Linked DNA regions of Rattus norvegicus: region 2 is linked to region 1. The links are chromatin contacts, called in public Hi-C maps. All regions are on one chromosome and are shown on one strand. The core of a region is the stretch at or near the end of the contact, and the rest is flanking DNA. Distances in the headings are between cores, read along the strand shown. Region 1 has its middle 20 kb from the start of S100a6. Region 2 holds the start of Pglyrp4 (peptidoglycan recognition protein 4).

Region 1 (4,965 bases), core at 628-3,127:
CTGATTTGCATGCCTGTCCTTCCTCCACTTCCCCATTTCCCTGTATCCCTCCCTCACTTGAATCAGAACTGAGATTCTTCTCATAGAGCCATGTTATCTTCCCCTTCATTCAGCCAAAGGCCTGCCATATAGTGGGTGCGCAGTAAATACTTACTAACACTGAGCATGGATGAGGGGTAAAGGTGGAAGGTGCTTTTAGGAAGGGCTCTGAACATGAACATCTTGGAGGATGAACCAGAAAGTTGAAGTGTGTGAGACTACGTAGGTGTGTGTGTCTCTGAGACTTCAGGCACTGGGCAGGGGTATCTTTAAATCATCATCTCTGGGATACCTGCAGGGCTCAGTCCTGAATGCTGCATTCATTGCTGTGTTCCACATCCCCAACATTGAGTCAGGCACAACAGGTGCCTCTGAATCATAACCACTGACTTTCTGAAGTGCAAATGCAGACAAAACCAGTTCTCTTCAAAGAACACTCTCAGCCACCATTCCTTACCCTGGATGGAATCATGGCAGGTCCATAGCCTTTTTAGTATCTCTGAGGTCATGACCTACAGGTAGTGGAAAGTCCACCTGAAGGTTTCCATTCTGGTTCTATTCAAAGGCTTCCTCTGCTCCAGCCAGGCCTACCCTGCAATGGGGAAGGGACACATGGAGCCTCTTTACTCTTTTAGCAATCTGTCATCATCTATGTGTCTGCCTGCTCTTCTGATTAGGGAGAATAGAGCCACAAGGAGTCACATGCATTCTGACCATCACCCTCATAATCCTCAAGATGTGTTGACTCCTGTGGGTTTGTCTCTTCACCTGATGAGATCACTTATGACAAACCTCACCAGGATCCAGCTAACATCTGCACTCGGACTCTGGTGGGGTTAAGTTGTTCTGTAGGCAGAGCCTATATTTTAGGGATTGTTATCTGATCATGAGACCTCAATAATTGCCTAAACATCAGGTGGCAGTGCAGTTGACTTCCTAGCAGCCATCTTTCCTCACTGACTTTGGGACAGGCCGCCTCCCACCTTCAGAATGTTCTACACTTGGGTCAGGAGCCATTTCCTGTATTTTCCATTACATGAACCGGCTTCAGTCAATTGAAAGGTTCTCTTAGTGAACTTCCCACTTGGTCTAGGGGAATAGTGCCTGCTTTCCTCTGTTATGGGGATGAGGTGGGAAGAAATGGCACCCCCAAACACCCCAGCTTTCTCTCTGGGTAATCCTAGACTGTCTTTTTTTGAGGTGAGGGTAGGGTTGTTGTGTGTGTTGGACTTAGACTCCTGCCTAGAATATTCCCCATAGGGGACCAAGAGTTTCTCCAGAATGCTTAGAAATGTACCCCCTTTACCTTCTACTTTGGGGCCACTGTAATTGAAGCAGTGAAGGCTTTGGGGTCTGGAGAATGAGTGAATGGATGGAATTGCCTTTGGGAGGTCTTGGTGTTGCTTCCTTTAGGGGGAGGAAGGAGGCTAGGAGGAGGAAGGGAGACCAGCAAGGGAGACAAAGGGGCTCAGCTCTGGGTCCCGTGGGTAGATTGTATGGTAATTGTAAAAGGACCCAGTAAGTCCCCAGTGCCCAGAGGCTGGCTATGGGTCCAGTTGGTCCTTGCTATTATCCTTGTGTTCATTTTCATCTGTCCAACCACTACCCTTTTTGAGGCTTTGCCCCTCATTTCTAGGGCAGCTGTCTTTCTTATTTCCATATCCTTTTGGTATTACTTCAAAACCTAATACCCTTCTTACACTGTGGCTATGTGACTGCAGACCCGGGTGATCCGAGAACCTTGTCTCTTCATTTCATGAGCCCTGGACAAGCCTCTTGTGTGCAGTCTCCCTCAAAGCTCTGGAATGTAGGAGGCAGTCTACAGTGGCTCATAACTGCAGTGTGGTTTCACACGCACACTTGGGTGACGGGCAAGTTGGTACTTGTAGCTGACCTCGGGTTAGAGTGAGGTGACGTGACTAATTTGGGCAGATTTGGAACCCTGTTGGAGTTTCAGGAGGCAAGTTTGAGGACATGGAAAGGGGAATTGGTCAGTGAACATCTCCTAGCTGACACCCTCTGAAATGTTCTGAGGACATGGAGTCCTCTGGCTATTTTACAAACAGCAACTTTTCACAAACAAAGCATCAGAGGGTGGCCTTTTCTCCAAGCCTGTAATTTAGCTCTTGTGGATGATGTCACCCTGGCCACAGTGATTGTTGAAAGAGGTGGATAAACAAGATGAATCAGGCCAATCAGAGCTGTAAATTAACCTGGTCTTTTATTACTAAGGGTATAAAATCATTACAATATGAAGAATATTCCTGACATGAAAGAGGACGAGAGATTAACATACAGAATAATCACTGACCATAGAAAAGGGAGGGAACGTTCAGGAGCCAGAACATCGCATCCTTAGAGAGGAAGGGGCAGCTGGGACAGGGTGGGATGTGTGTTCAGGAAGTGATTTTGGTGGACATTACTGCACAGGATATGAAGTTGGGTTATATATAGTGGTATATATAACTTTGCATTGAAAATTAGTATATGTAGCTTTTTATCATGTAGTAATATAGATGCCATAGGCTTCTTTACTTGGCAAGGGAAACTCCACAAAACAACTGAAAACCAGATAAAACAGAAACTATGAACGTCATGGGCCAGTAATAAGGAAGCACTCTGAAAATATACTTTGGACAAATGACATTTAGTGTCTTAATGGTTTTTGTTTACTAGACTGATACAACCTTAGACTTGGTGACTTCCCAGTGCCAAAAGCTGAGAGGAACGAGGTCAAAGGGCTTCTTAGTTTACAAATGTTGCCTTCCAAAAACATTTAAAAACTGTTACATTTATATAATGGGTTTTAGTCTCCCCCACCCAGTCCCCTTAATCTCCCCTCCACCTCCCACTGAAACCTTTCTTCCCAGCAATCCCACCTCCTATTTTCACCTCTTCTTTTTTGTGTGATCCACTGAGCTTAACTAGAGTTTCTTTCCAGAGAGCAAGTGTGACCTTATTTGATGGAGCACAGGGAACTTATCAGTGACTACACCACTAAAGAAAATGAAATCTAAGGTTATAAAATTACCACACTATGAAGACTATTCCTAGTGAGAAAGAGAAAGAAGATAACATACTACCTCTACCCTAACAGCTGTTGACTAACAATAGTCCCTCAGGGAGGGACTGGGTATCATTGCAAAAAGGCATATGCAAGCACTGGTTTGATGAAAATATAAAAGTAAGGAAAACTCACTAACAAAGTGAAGCAAAATTTATTTGTGGCATGATGGCTGTCACATTTACCTTTCTGTAAAGAGGATGGGTCACTTTTACAATTCCAAAGAGAAAAAAGCGTGAAAAAGAAAAGTTAAAAATGGCATCTTGGGATTGAGGAGATGACTCAGTGTAAGTGCTCACTGTGGGAGCCCAAAGACATGAGTTTGAGTCTCACTGGGTCTTGGCAGCCATGTTGAAAGCTGGGAGTGGTGGAGAGGTAGATGCAGGCAATTCCCCAGGACGTGATGGCTAGCCAGCCTAGTCTAAACAGCAAGCCCCGGATTCCTCAGTCTAAAAAGGCAAAAACAAACAAACAAACAAACAAAACAAACAAACAACAACAACAACAAACAGAGCAAAACAGAACAACCCCAAAAGCCCAAAGTGGACCATGCCCGAGAGGAGCACCTGAAGCTGTCCTCTGGCCCCAGATGCATGAACGTACTCACTAGATGAACACAACACATGTACAAATATAACACCCTACAAATCATCCTTATATAATTAATACATATATAATTACATATGCCAATAAAAACAAAAATCCTTAATTCTCAGACTATACTCAGGGTGAGAATCTTATCCATCTTGTGTATTTTCCCTTCTCCAATGTTCAGGGCACCCTGGTGTCCAGCAGGTACTGAATGAATTGAGTGCTGGAGGGAAGCCAGGGAGAGGAGGCCTTAGGGGGAAGGGAGGCAAAGGTGTCCTGATCTTGCTTGGGTTAGCTGAGGACTTGGTCTCTTCCCTGAAGGCCACTCAGAGCTTTACTGTTCCAAAGTGCTTTGCGGTGACTGGCTTCTCCAAGATGGATCCCAGTCTCGCTGAGGATCTTCAAGGCTCCTTAGTGTCTGTATCTGCTGTGACCTGTGCACTGGTCCTTGATGTTGTTTAGAGAGCACAGAGGGCATAGCAGATGTGATGGGTAGGTTGTTGGGTGACACATGGATACTAGGGAAATAAACACCATCGGCCCTTGGAAGGATTAGGTCATAGCCATTTGCTGTCATGGGAAGCTGGAAGCCACGTCAGCAGGCAAGGAACAGCTCCTGTGTTCTGCACTTCTCTCTCTCTCTCCTTTTTCTCTTTCTTTCTTTCTTTTTCCTTCCTTCCTTCCTTCCTTCCTTCCTTCCTTCCTTCCTACTTCCTTCCTTTTTTTTGAGACAGGGTTTCTCTGTATAGTCCTAGAACTTGCTATGTAGACCAGGCTGGCCTTGAACTCAGAGATCTGTCTGCCTTGCCTCCTGAATGCTAGGATTAAAGGCAAGTGCCACCATCACTTGGCTGACACCAATTTCTTTGCTAGTGTGTCTTTCCCCTCAAGAAACAATAACATGACAACAACCAGTATAAGGAAGGCAGGAACCTTGTCACAGCAGAAAACGTCCCTCTAAGCTCTCCCCAAGACTTCTTTGTATTGTTCCAGAACTGGAACCTATTTAGAACACTTCTAGGTGGCAAGGGTGACTTAGAACCAAGCCTTTTGCATTCTCAGCCTTTGTCAGATTTTATCAGGGACAGAGGAAGTATGGGTGGTTGTAACAGTGGTGACTGCTACAAACTCCAGGGACAAGAGTAATGGTGATGGAGTCCTGAGGTGTAGGAGAACAAGCTTTGGTGGATATAGTCCACAGTATTTGCATAATATGTATATATGCAAGCTGGGGAGAGTCGGCTGTTATACACAGTTAGAAAGATACAATG
Region 2 (4,965 bases), core at 758-3,257, 82 kb after region 1:
CAATGTCCTTTACCTTACAGGAGCTTTGCAGTTTTATGAGATTCCATTTGTCAATTCTTGATCTTAGAGCATGTGCCATTGGTGTTCTGTTCAGGAAAATTTCCCCAGTGCCTATGCGTTTGAGGTTCTTCCCACTTTCTCTTCTATTAATTTCAGTGTATCAGGTTTTATGTGGAGGTCCTTGATCCTCTTGGGCTTGAGCTTTGTACAAGGTGATACGAATGGATCGATTTGCATTTTTTAATAGCTTATATTTTATTATTGGATATTTTATTTACATTTTGAATGTTATCTCCTTTCCTGGTTTTCTGTCCATAAACCCCCTAACCTATACCCCCTATCCCTTCTTCTCTGTGGGCGTTGTCCCCACCCTACCACCTACCCCTTCCTGCCTCTCCGCCCTGATATTCCCCTACACTGGGGATTCAGCTTGTCAAGACCAAGGACTTCTCCTCCCATTGGTGCCCAACAAGGCCATCTTCTGCTACATATGCAGCTGGAGCCATGGGTCTGTCCATGTGTACTGTTTGGATGGTGGTTTAGTCTCTGGGAGCTCTGGTTGGTTGGGATTTTTGTTCTTATGGTGTTGCAAACTCCTTCAGCTCCGCCAATCCTTTCTCTAACTACTCCAATGTGGACCTTGTTCTCAGTTCAATGGTTGGCTGCTAGTATTCACCTCAATATTTGTCATGCCCTGTCAGAGCCTCTCAGGAGACATCTATATCAGGCTCCTGTCAGCATGCACTTCTTGACATCAGCAGTACTGTCTGGGTTTAGTAGCTGTATATATATGGGATGGATCCCCAGGTGGGGTAGGCTCTGAATGGCCATTCCTTCAGTCTGCACCAAACTTCGTCTCTGTATCTCCACTTATGAATATTTTTGTTCCCCCTTTTAAGAAGGACTGAAGCATCTACACTTTGGTTGTCCTTCTTCTTGAGCTTTATGTGGTCTGTGGATTGTATTTTGGGTAATCCCAGCTTTTGGGATGATATTCACTTATCAGTGAGTGCATACCATGTGTGTTTTATGATTGGGTCACCTCACTCAGGATGATATTTTTTTAGTTCCATCCATTTGCCTGTGAATTTCATGAAGTGATTGTTTTTAATAGCTGAGTAGTACTCCATTGTGTAGATGTACCACATTTTTTGTATCTATTCCTCTGTTGAAGGGCGTCTGGGTTCTTTCCAGCTTCTGGCTATTATAAATAAGGCTGCTATGAACATAGTGGAGCATGTGTCTGTGTTGTATGTTAGAGCATCTTTTTGGGTACATGCTCAGGAGTGGTATAGCTGGGTCCTCAGGTAGTACTATGTCTGATTTACTGAGGAACCTTCACACTGATTTCCAGAGTGGTTGTACCAGCTTGTAATCCCACCAACAATAGAGTGTTCCTCTTTCTCTACATCCTCACCACTGTCTGTTGTCACCTGAGTTTTTTCCAGGAGCTCTGACACACCCAAAAGCAGAGCTAAGACCACCACTTCTGCTCTGAGGGACCTGCCTGCATCTTAGTCATTCTGACTGATGTGAGGTGGAATCTCAGGGTTGTTTTGATTTGCATTTCCCTGATGACTAAGGATGTTGAACATTTTTTTAGGTGCTTCTCAGTCTTGGTTTCTGTTGTTTAGGTGTCTCTGGTGTTAGTTGGATTTGCTGTCTCTGACAGTGACTTGACCCTCCTGTAAGCCTGTGTGTCAGCACTCCTGGAGACTGGCTTTCTTCCAGAGAGATCTGGGTACAAAGAGCTGTGTCACAGGGTCAGTTCCGGGCACAGGTGGAAACTGGAAGGATCCTGTCCCAGACTGCTTTTGGGTTCCTGTGTTCTGAGGGCTCCAGGCAGGTCCCTTGGAGCAGAAGTGGTGGTCTTAGCTCTGGTTTTGGGTGTGTCAGAGCTCCTTGAGACTGGCTTTCAGGTCTGGGTGCAGGCGGAGACTGGAAGGATCCTTTCCCTGAAGGCTCCTAGATTCCCCAGAGGGCTCTAGGCCGGTTCCTCTTGGGACAGCAATGTGATCAGAAGTGGTTGTGTCCCCTGACTTCTCAGGATTGTCTGTGCTTCTAGACTCCTTTTGTTAGTTCTACGTCTAATATGGACAGAGCAGGTTAGGGTAGAAGAGCTATTTGGGCAGGTTAAACCAAGAGGTTGGAAATGGCTTGGGTGAAATGAAGTTAGGTGGACAGATGACTGGCGTACAAGCTTGGAGTGCTAGGGTAGATCTGGATGGGTAGAAGGGTTTGGTGTGGCATAGGAAGGGCTTGGGCATTGTGAAAATAGGTAAGGAAGGTCCTGGCAGAAGTCTAGAGATCAGTTGTGACATAGATAGTAGAGGACAGACTAGACCAGAGCACTGGATGTGGAGTCTGGGTTACATCGAGCTGCTTGGGGAGAAGGTATGGATAAGAGGGTCAGGGGGACTCACTGATGTAGACCCTGGAGAAGGAAATGGGGGTTCTGGTTGTGTGGACAGGTTGGATGTAGTGCAGAAGGGACTTGGAAGTGCTCCAGGGACTTTGGTGGCTTCTGGTTTGCTAATTGTTTCCTCTTGTAGAGGAAGTTAGCATCCCCCCTCACCAAAGTTGTCCTTCACCAACTTACCTGCCTGTCTGTAGGTAGCCACAGATAGCTCCTGAGAGCCATCCTATTGTACCTCTGACCCAGAATGTGCAGTTTGAGACAAGGGTGCCAGGAAATCCAAATCCAGAGAGTTCCCAGGTGGTGGGTGAGGAACTAGACTATTGTTCTGCAATCTCTGGGCTCTGTTCACACCCAGTCTTTGATGACTAGCTACCCTGAAGGCCACCTTCAGCCATGTCTGTACGTTGGGCTACTCCTGCATTCATGTGGAGGGGTCTTCAGCCCTCTGGTTTCTGAACTCTCATTCTGAAGGTCTGTTAAGTCTGCACACTTCTCTCATTCCTGCCTGGGCATCTCTGCCCAGAATCTCTGATTGCTGGGAAACTTAGCCTTCCAAGCTGAGAAAGCTGCTTGTCTCTTTCTTGTTCCTGGATGCTGTTCTCCAGTCCTTTCACCTCCCCTGGGTGTTGAATAAACCTGTCCTCACTTCACTTCCTACTGAAACTCCAGACCTCATCCCAAGACTTGCAGGTGTTATATCTCAGGAGCTTTCTGTTGCCTGGCTCTACCTCAGGAATCTCCTTGAAGTCTACACCATTTGTAGAAAATAGTAGGTTTTCCAAAGCAGCACACTGTGGACATTATAATTACTGGCTTTTTGGTCTATCTCCCTTACTGCATTATTAATCTGCTAACTCATCACTAGATAAGTTTTGCATACAGGAGACGGATAAACACTTGCTAAATACAATGAAGACTGTGTTGGTTTTGATAGAACGTATGTTTAGAAGGTTATTTTCTATAATTAAGAAGTTGTGCAACCCAGGACACAGCAGGGAAGAAGATGAGGAGATTAGATTGTGAGGAAGATCACCGTTCATGAGTGGAAGGCAACATCAGGCTTCTCAAAGGGCATATGCTGCCACCTCATGGCCTGTTTAGGTCATGACAGCCTTGGCAGTCTTTTGGACTCTTAAAATTAATTTTTAACTTTATTTTTTTTTTTTTTTTACTTTTCAGCCTTAATTTACTTTATTTTTCCCGCATAAACTTCCTTATATGGTAGCCACAGTTGGAACCTAGGTTCTCTGAAGGGGTTTTGTTGTGGGTTTTCATAGGATGGACATTGAATTCCTGACAAGGAGACTTTCCGGAGGCTGGGGGATCGAGTAGCTGTAGGTCTTGGAGAGAGCACCGAAGATGGCTTTGACAAAGTTTCCTAGGGTGGTAGTGAAGCACCTGGACGATGTGGAACAGTCATCAATACTGGCCTCCATCAGCAACTTCTTGGGCACAGGGGCAGAGACAATGCCAGTGCCTCTCAGGGCAAGGATGAGATGCACCATCACAAGCCACAGCTACCTGTCACCTTGCATGAAACACTGCCTCAACCAGTTGCCAACCTTATTCCCTCAGTAGCTTCTCTGCCCAGAGACGATGGAAAGCTTGGCCAAGATGATGACCCCTCCGATGGCAGTGGTTACTTCCTTGGAGGATTTAACACCAAGACCACTGTAGTCTCCAGTTGCAGCCAGAGCCTTGAAGCTGGTTGGTTGGTCAGCCTGAGTTTGCTTCCCACACCAACAAGACCTTTAGAACTTCAACCTTTAGGGATGTGCCCAGGAAAAAGTCGATAAACTCAGATTCCCTGATGATCAGGAACTGATGGTCAGGAAGAACAGGGGGATTGATTACCTCCTAGGGTTTCGATCTTCATGTCCTTGACTAGGCAGCTCAGTTGTTGATGGGAATCCACTCCTTGTCTTTAGCTTTACTTCCATGAGCCCTGTGTCCTCAAGCATGAGCAGGGGTCCCAGGACTGCTGCTAACTCATCTGTGGAAGCTGCATGGCCTCCTATTGGCTGTTTGGTGTTTTCCCAAAGAAGTGAGCGCTATAGGCTCCGAACTAGGCAGCAGAATAGAGCTGGCTCTGACCGTAGAGATCTGGGTGAGCTTGTCCTGAGGGTGTGAAGGGGACAGCTGGCCCCTGCCACTCATCTGCAGTGAGGTGGGATGGGCATGGGGGTGATACTCTTCCCCTCTCACTCCTTGCCACCTGTGGTAGTTTGGAAAGTAGCTGGTCATCACTAGGTACAGCACTTAGGAGATTTAATTCTCCTGGACAGCAAAGTGCCGACGAGCCACCTGGAGGGTATGTGGGAATAGCTGGTCCTGCTTCTCATCTGTTGTGAGGTGGTGTGGGTATGGGGAAGATGCCCTCTTTCTCTCTTACTGTAACCTGAGGCAGTTGGGTGAACCAGTCCAGAGGATGTGAGAACTGGAGAGCGCTTGATGAGCTCTGCACCTCGACCAGGGCAGAACAGTAGAGCTGGCTCTGGTGGTGTGGGTACAGGTGAGCCTGCCCCAAGGGCGCGAGAGAAGGAGAG

Evidence for each region. A called contact is a pair of places that touch in the nucleus more often than the background predicts.
Region 2: a contact with region 1 is called in a Hi-C map of the A7r5 cell line, with 2.5 times the contacts expected there. The contact joins the promoter of Pglyrp4 here to the enhancer-like site in region 1. A contact is called at or near these places in 3 of 12 Hi-C or Micro-C datasets (the A7r5 cell line, frontal cortex and mammary epithelial cells).

The regions. Positions count from the first base shown.
Region 1 is chr2:178,415,909-178,420,873 of GRCr8, forward strand. No RefSeq gene overlaps it. Among named protein-coding and RNA genes, the nearest start is that of S100a6, 20 kb to the left of the region's middle. Within about 2 kb of position 1,878, at least 1 of the 93 cell types and tissues checked has an H3K27ac peak or open chromatin away from gene starts, as enhancers often do. A contact at or near this core is called in the A7r5 cell line, where this site is marked.
Region 2 is chr2:178,498,231-178,503,195 of GRCr8, forward strand. It overlaps Pglyrp4 (peptidoglycan recognition protein 4), which reads left to right and starts at 2,008. Exons shown (of 9, transcript NM_001412554.1): 1 at 2,008-2,394.